2 separate regions of the Sus scrofa genome follow, and region 2 is linked to region 1. Evidence: chromatin contacts called from public Hi-C data. All regions are on one chromosome and are shown on one strand. The core of a region is the stretch at or near the end of the contact, and the rest is flanking DNA. Distances in the headings are between cores, read along the strand shown. Region 1 holds the start of PRKRIP1 (PRKR-interacting protein 1). Region 2 holds the start of SH2B2 (SH2B adapter protein 2).

Evidence for each region. A called contact is a pair of places that touch in the nucleus more often than the background predicts.
Region 2: a Hi-C map of skeletal muscle shows a contact between it and region 1, with 15 times the contacts expected there. The contact joins the promoter of SH2B2 here to the promoter of PRKRIP1 in region 1. A contact is called at or near these places in 3 of 5 promoter capture datasets (fetal liver, fetal skeletal muscle and liver), 31 of 47 Hi-C or Micro-C datasets (adipose tissue, alveolar macrophages, blood and 16 more) and 2 of 2 datasets of contacts at active chromatin or transcription factors (alveolar macrophages and skeletal muscle).

Annotation. Positions count from the first base shown.
Region 1 is chr3:9,722,405-9,725,586 of Sscrofa11.1, reverse strand. It overlaps PRKRIP1 (PRKR-interacting protein 1), which reads right to left and starts at 1,599. Exons shown (of 7, transcript XR_002342313.1): 1 at 1,418-1,599; 2 at 662-740.
Region 2 is chr3:9,669,124-9,672,245 of Sscrofa11.1, reverse strand. It overlaps SH2B2 (SH2B adapter protein 2), which reads right to left and starts at 1,408. Exons shown (of 9, transcript XM_021086271.1): 1 at 1,239-1,408. The coding sequence starts at 1,281. CUX1 (protein CASP) reads right to left here. Exons shown (of 23, transcript XM_021086269.1): 23 at 2,247-3,122. The coding sequence ends at 3,080.

The DNA.
Region 1 (3,182 bases), core at 350-2,849:
TCATATTTTTGTAAGACATTTTTTCTTAAGCCTGAGTGGTTTTTGACTATAAAGACATTTGCAAGGAAAAATCAAAATGTTACAAATAGACCATTAGAATTACAGGTGGTTCTAATTTTTCTCCATCTGTTACTTATTCTTTACAGTTGTTAATTTACTACTCAACAACATAAAACTATTTCAATTTTGAAAAAAGAGTATTATTATTAAAACAGTGCAGGAGTTCCTGCCGTGGTGCTGGGGAAACGAATCCGACTAGGAACCATGAAGTTGTGGGTTCGATCCCTGGCCTCGCTCAGTGGGTTAAGGATCTGGCATTGCCGTGAGCTGTGGTGTAGGTTGCAGACATGGCTCGGATCCCGAGGTGCTGTGGCTCTGGTGTAGGCTGGCAGCTGCAGCTCTGATTAGACCCCTAGCCTAGGAACCTGCATATGTGGCGGGTGCAGCCCTGAAAAGACAAAAACAAAAAACACAAAGCAGAAAAACAACAATGCAGAAAAAAATACTCTAATGCCAAGCCATAGCAACAATACCCCTTCACTGTAAGAGCGAAATACTGGATCAGTGAACTTTTTTCCTCCCTATGAGAGAGGTAATCAACAAATACTAGCTGCAAAGTTTTTATATCTACACTTTAAAGACCACATCCGAAAGACATTACCCATTACATCTCGGACAAATTCCGGGGGAGGTCGAGGTGCCCATTCACTCACTTTTTCTGGAATTGGAACTGCTTTGTCCTGCAACACACAGAAAGCATTTATATGTACAAAGTCACAGCTTTTACAAAGAACTGGACTAATGAAGTACAGTTGTTTTGCTCCTTGGACCCAAAGCCGAGTGTCTCTTCTTCCCTCTGCCTTTTCTTCTCCCCATACACTATGGATTCTATCACAACCCACAACTTTCCAGGGCAGACCTCAGAAATGTAAGACATCATTTAGGGCTGGAAACCTCCGACTTTAAAAACTATTATTCGAAGAGAGTCAACCCTTCTTAGTCAAAGGTGGAAGAGACCTTCGCATCCAACATTTTCATGACTGAGGGGAATGACTTGCCCCAGTTGTCTCGGCTAATGCCTCTCTAACAGCTGGTGCTATTTAGGAGAAAAATATCCTTGGGCTAACCCACGGATTCTCTCTCTCCAACTTAAGGCTTCTTTTCACACGGTTAAACTGGAAAGAGCCTTAAAGCACGGGAAGCCACCCCATAAGCCTTCACCCAGGCTGGGCTCTAATGTAAAGGCAGGAGAGAGCTCACTATCTTTGGGGCAGCCTACTTCTTCCTCAGGTCTGACTCTAGATTTCGGGTTCTGAGTTCTAGAGTTCAGAGGGGGGGAAAGTGGACCCGCAGGCGTCCGGAGATGCCGGAACCGAAGGAGGTGGGACTCGGGGGGGCCGTCAGCCCTCTGTCTCACCGGGTTCTTCATGAGCCGTTCCAGCTTGAGCTTCTGCTCCTCCGCCGCATTCTTGGGGATGACGAGCGTCTGCGGCTCTTTCTTGGGCCTGGGCGGTCGCACCGAGGAGGCAGCTGAACTCGCCATGACTACTCTCCAGCCTCCCTGTGGAGGGGCGGAAGCGGCGGCGCGCGTATGACGACAGAGCCGCGCGCCTGCAACGCACGCGCAGTCTCCTCGCTGGGCGGGGCTGGGGCGGAGTTGCCGGCCGGAAGCGGGCTGCTGAATATTCATGAACCCAAGGCCGAGAGGGGTTATATTGATTAAACCTGCTAGATTTCATTTCCTGTTTCTGAGCAAATGAGGGCAGCGAATGCTCTTGCCCCTGGGGGAGAGGTGGCCCTGCGTGCCCGAGGGTCCGGCCCTAGCAGACCTTTCCAGTCGTGGCGCGCACTGTGGCTCCGCCGCCGCTCAGCTAATGGCTTTGAGCATCCTCCACTCCCACCCCCACCCCCGCCCCCGCCCCCAGGGCCTTTGTCTGGACCGCTCCTCCTCCCATTTCTGACAGTCTTAAGACAGCGCGAACAAGTCACTGTGAGTTCCCTGAGGACTGGCACTGCTTCTCTTTTCTCACCTCGAATTACTCTGCACCTGGCTCCCTGCAACTATACCTCGGTCGAGTGAACGGGCTTTCTTATGATAAGGAGGGTAGCTGCCCCTCACATCTGGGAGCTGGCCTGGCATTCACTGCTAGGCCTTGGTATTCAGCGGGACGTAAACAATTTTCCAGAACACCGCCATCGTGCAAGGCCGTTGTGTGGCCATGATGGAGCAAGGCATAAACAAGACTGCTCTGTAATCATGTTCAAAGTCAAATAAAAACAAGAATATTGTTGGAATCAGTCTTGGTCTGATTCCAACAATATGAAACATTTCCCCATTCTGACTAATATGAGTAACTGCTGCTTCTTTATAGCATTAGCCTCCCACTTTAAATATTTACTAAGGCTTGCAATTGTAGAGCCGTCCCAGCTTCCTGACATCTAGTCCAGAGAAAAAGCCCACTTGCTTGAACCCTCCCCCAGATCACCTGACCCAGGCCCAAATTCTTTAAGTCTTTTTAAACACTCTTACTGAAGTAAATGCAGTCTTCCTTCTCAAAAGAGGCATTGAGCCCAATTCGTTCAACGATAAGTGTGTTCCTGGTGGTATTCAGAATATTTCTCATAGAGAGTGGAAGTTCTGTCTTGTTCATTGGTATAGTCCCAGTGCCTGGGGCAAGGCCTGGCCTATGGCACAATACTCAATAAACACTTGCTAGATGGGGAGTTCTCACTGTGGCGCAATGGGATCAGCGGCATCTTGGGAGCACTGGGACGCAGGTTCAATCCCAGCCCTGCACAGCAGGTGAAGGATCCGGTGTTGCCGCAGCTACAGCTTAGGTCAAAACTATGGCTCAGGGAGTTCCCGTTGTGGTGCAGCGGAAACTGATCTGACTAGTAACTGTGAAGTTGCGGGTTTGATCCCTGGCCTTGCTTGGTGGATTAAGGATCCAGCATTGCTGTGAGCTGTGGTGTAGGTCGCAGACGTGGCTTGGATCTGACATTGCTGTGGCTGTGGCCTAGGCCTCCAGCTACAGCTCTGTTTCTACCCCTTACCTGGGAACTTCCATAAGCTAAGGGTGCAGCCCTAAAAAGAAAAACAAAAAAACAAAAAAAACTATGGTTCAGATCCGATCCCTGGCCAGGGAATTCCATATGCCCTGGGGTGGAAAAAAAAAAAATTT
Region 2 (3,122 bases), core at 159-2,658, 53 kb after region 1:
ATGTCTGGTTCTCATAAATCGCGAGGGCGAGCACCACGCCCCCTCCCGCCGGCTTTCCAGGGCCGGAAATCGAAGCCCGACTACAGGGCAGGGAAGACCTGTGCGCGGTTCCCACCTCCCTACCTACACAGAGATGGGTACACTGACGCCGCCCCCCCAGGAGGAGGTCTCTTCAGAGGTCACCTGGGGCTGATGAGCGGACACAGCCCTATCTTCCTCATCCCTGCTCGGTTCTGCAGCCTTCAAACTCGCGGCATAGACTAGGACAGATCCCAGTCTGGCTAAAAAAACAAAATCCCAGTCTGGCTAAAAAAACAAAGACTGCTACTGGCCTTTGCAGGTGCTTGTGGACTGACCCCTGGCGGGCTGAGAGCCTCCAGGAGGCTTCTCAGAAGAGAAGGAGGGGCTCCAGCAGGCCTGGAAGGTGCCCAAGAGGAGCAGAAGGGTATCGGTGTGAGCGGAAGTGTGGAAGGGCCGCTCAGAGGTCAGACCTATTGCTTGCTCCTGGAGAGAGGAAGAGGGTGCCAGGCTCCCGCCCCCCTCTCGGTTCCTGGCCCCAACCCACGTCCTGGGATCACACCAGCAGTTAGATCAGCTCCTCGCTAAACTCTCTGCCGCGAGAGGTTGTTCTGTGATCTGTTGTGGTCTCCTGGCCAGCCGGGAGTGTCTCCATCTCTTGCCCCCACCCCACCCCCGTCATGACCTCTGACCTTTGTAGAGAGCCCTTTAACCTTTCCCCAAGCCAGTTCACATCTCTGACTTCCCAGGAAGCAGGACAGGCAAAGAATGGTTTTTATCCCAGTCTTGAGGATGGAAAGGGTAGGGCCTAGAGGGGCGTGCTGGGAGGTGAAGGTGGAGATTGGCCAGGAATCCGCACCTCCTGCCGGCCAGCCCTGGCCTCCCTCCACCGGGGCGCTGAAGCCAGGCACGCCTGGTCTGAGGCCCTGGTTCCTTAGCCCCTTCCCTTCTACACACAGACCGCCCTCTCGGCAGGACCTGGCCAGCAAACATTTACGGAGGCTTAGGTGCAAACCAGCCATGGATTGGAACTGCACAGAAGCCTGGGCATCTGGCTGGGAACCAGACCCATAAATGGGGCTGAGGGGTGTGGGAGTGTGGGAGTGGCTTGGGAGGGTGATCCCTGCACAGTGGGAGAGAGGGAGGGTCCACGCTGGGTGGCCTGGCTGCGGACCCCACCCTCTTGGGGGGATGGAGACTGGAACCCCCAGGGGACTAACCTGCTTCCAAGTAGTAGGCTGAGCTCCAGTGGTGGGTGGTCATTGGCCAGGGAGGGTCGTGGGGTGTGGAGTCCAGGGCAAGACAATGGCCCTGATGTCCAGGGAGGAGGAAGCGAGGAGGACTCTGACCTTCAAGGAGGAACTGGTGGGAGAAGTGGAAGTGGCTGGGGTGGGCGGGGAAGGAGGGGAGCTGTGATTAGCCAAGAATAGCTCTGTCATGGCAACGGGAATGAGGGTGAGAGATGAGGGGCCCATCTGGGGTCCCCAAGGGCAGGCCCTGGGGCCTTAGAGGAAGTTCTGATGGGGTAGATGACAGGGGTGCTGGGGGTGGGGCCCCAAAGGGGGGTGCGGCCCTGGAGGCACAAACTCTAGAGTATTTAGGGCTAAAACTCAGACATGGATACCACAGGGGACTCGGGCCTGGTGGACTGCTGGGTGGTTGCTGAGTGCGCCTGGCCAGTGGGAGAACGCCAACCACCACGGACCAAGAGGAAGCCCTAAGTCTGGGTGGGAGGGGACCCATATCAGTGGGGTTGGGCTGGAGGCCAGGCGGCCCAGAACCTGTGGCTCAGGGGTGTCCCCTTGCAAGGCTGTCACTCAGGGGACTTGATGGGCATGGGCCCCCACAATGCCTGGCCGGCAGGGCCCCGGGGGAAGGGAGCATGTGCGTGGCTCCAGGGCACGCAGAAAAGGAACGCAGGGATTCCCCAGGAGCTGCTGTCACACATGCAATCGCAGCATGAAAAAGGAAGGGAATTCTCTTTGCGATTGCGTTGTTTGCTCACGAGAACTCAGACGCTGCGGGTTTGGCTTCCGCAAAGCCCTGGACGACTCAGGGAATTCGTGGTGACGGGAAGTGGGGCAGAGGCCTCCCACGTGTGGGGACCCGTGCTCCACATCAGCAGAGCAGCTGTGAGGTCGGTCCAGCCAGCAGCTCCTGGAGGTGTTGCTGCAGGAACCCGCCCACCTGCTTCCTGTACCCCCGGGGTCACAGAGCTGCGGCACCAGTGTGGCTGCAACAATGTGTTTATTCAAAATGTGCAAAGCTGAAGCAAGTGCAAATCTAATTTAGGAAGATCTGCCAGTGGCCTCAGGGTGGCCATGCTAGGGTGGCCCACAGCCAGCTCTGCTTGGCTGAGAAGCACCTGGGCCCCTCAAACCGGTCCTTGGGTTTGAAGAGCCTGGGGTGTAGCGACTCACTGGAGATTCCTCCTCACTTAAAAGCCAGAATAACTTGCTAATAAGAAAGCAAACATTAGAGTGGCTCCAAGGGCTGGGAGGGGGCAACAGAGACTATCCTGCCCTCTGGGGCTCCTTCACTTCTTGGGGTGGGGTGGGGTGGAGTTGGGGTGAAGGCTGGACTCAAAGCCTGCTGGCCTGCAAGGAAGGGCTTCCACATCTTGGGGAGAGGGTGATGGATCCTAGGGGAGCCCAAGGGGATCCCAGAGCCTGGCACAGAGAGGCCTGCGGACGCCAACCGGATTAACTACTGCCAGAATCAGGGGGAACTCAGTGTCACAGCTGGGATGTCTCTGCCACCAGGACTCGTGGTCAGGCTGCAGGTGGGACTGGGGCTGGGTCACCAGCCTGAGATGGGCCTGAAGGGGTCCCTTTGGCTCAGCCTGGCTTGGCCTTGGGAGTTTTCTGGACCTAGGGGGCCTGATGTGGCTGAGACCATCTTTTAAGGGGGCCCCAGGGGACCTGGGGCACTGTTGGGTGGAGGGCAAAGGCAGTCTACGTGGGGAATTCAACAGGGAAGGGAAGCCTATGTCATTAGAAGCAGCTGAACAAGCAGGGGAGGGGAACGCAGCCATTACCATCCTGGGGGAAGCCCCAGGACGTCACTGCCACAAGTCACCGGCTGCTGCCCCGTGGTCATTCTCG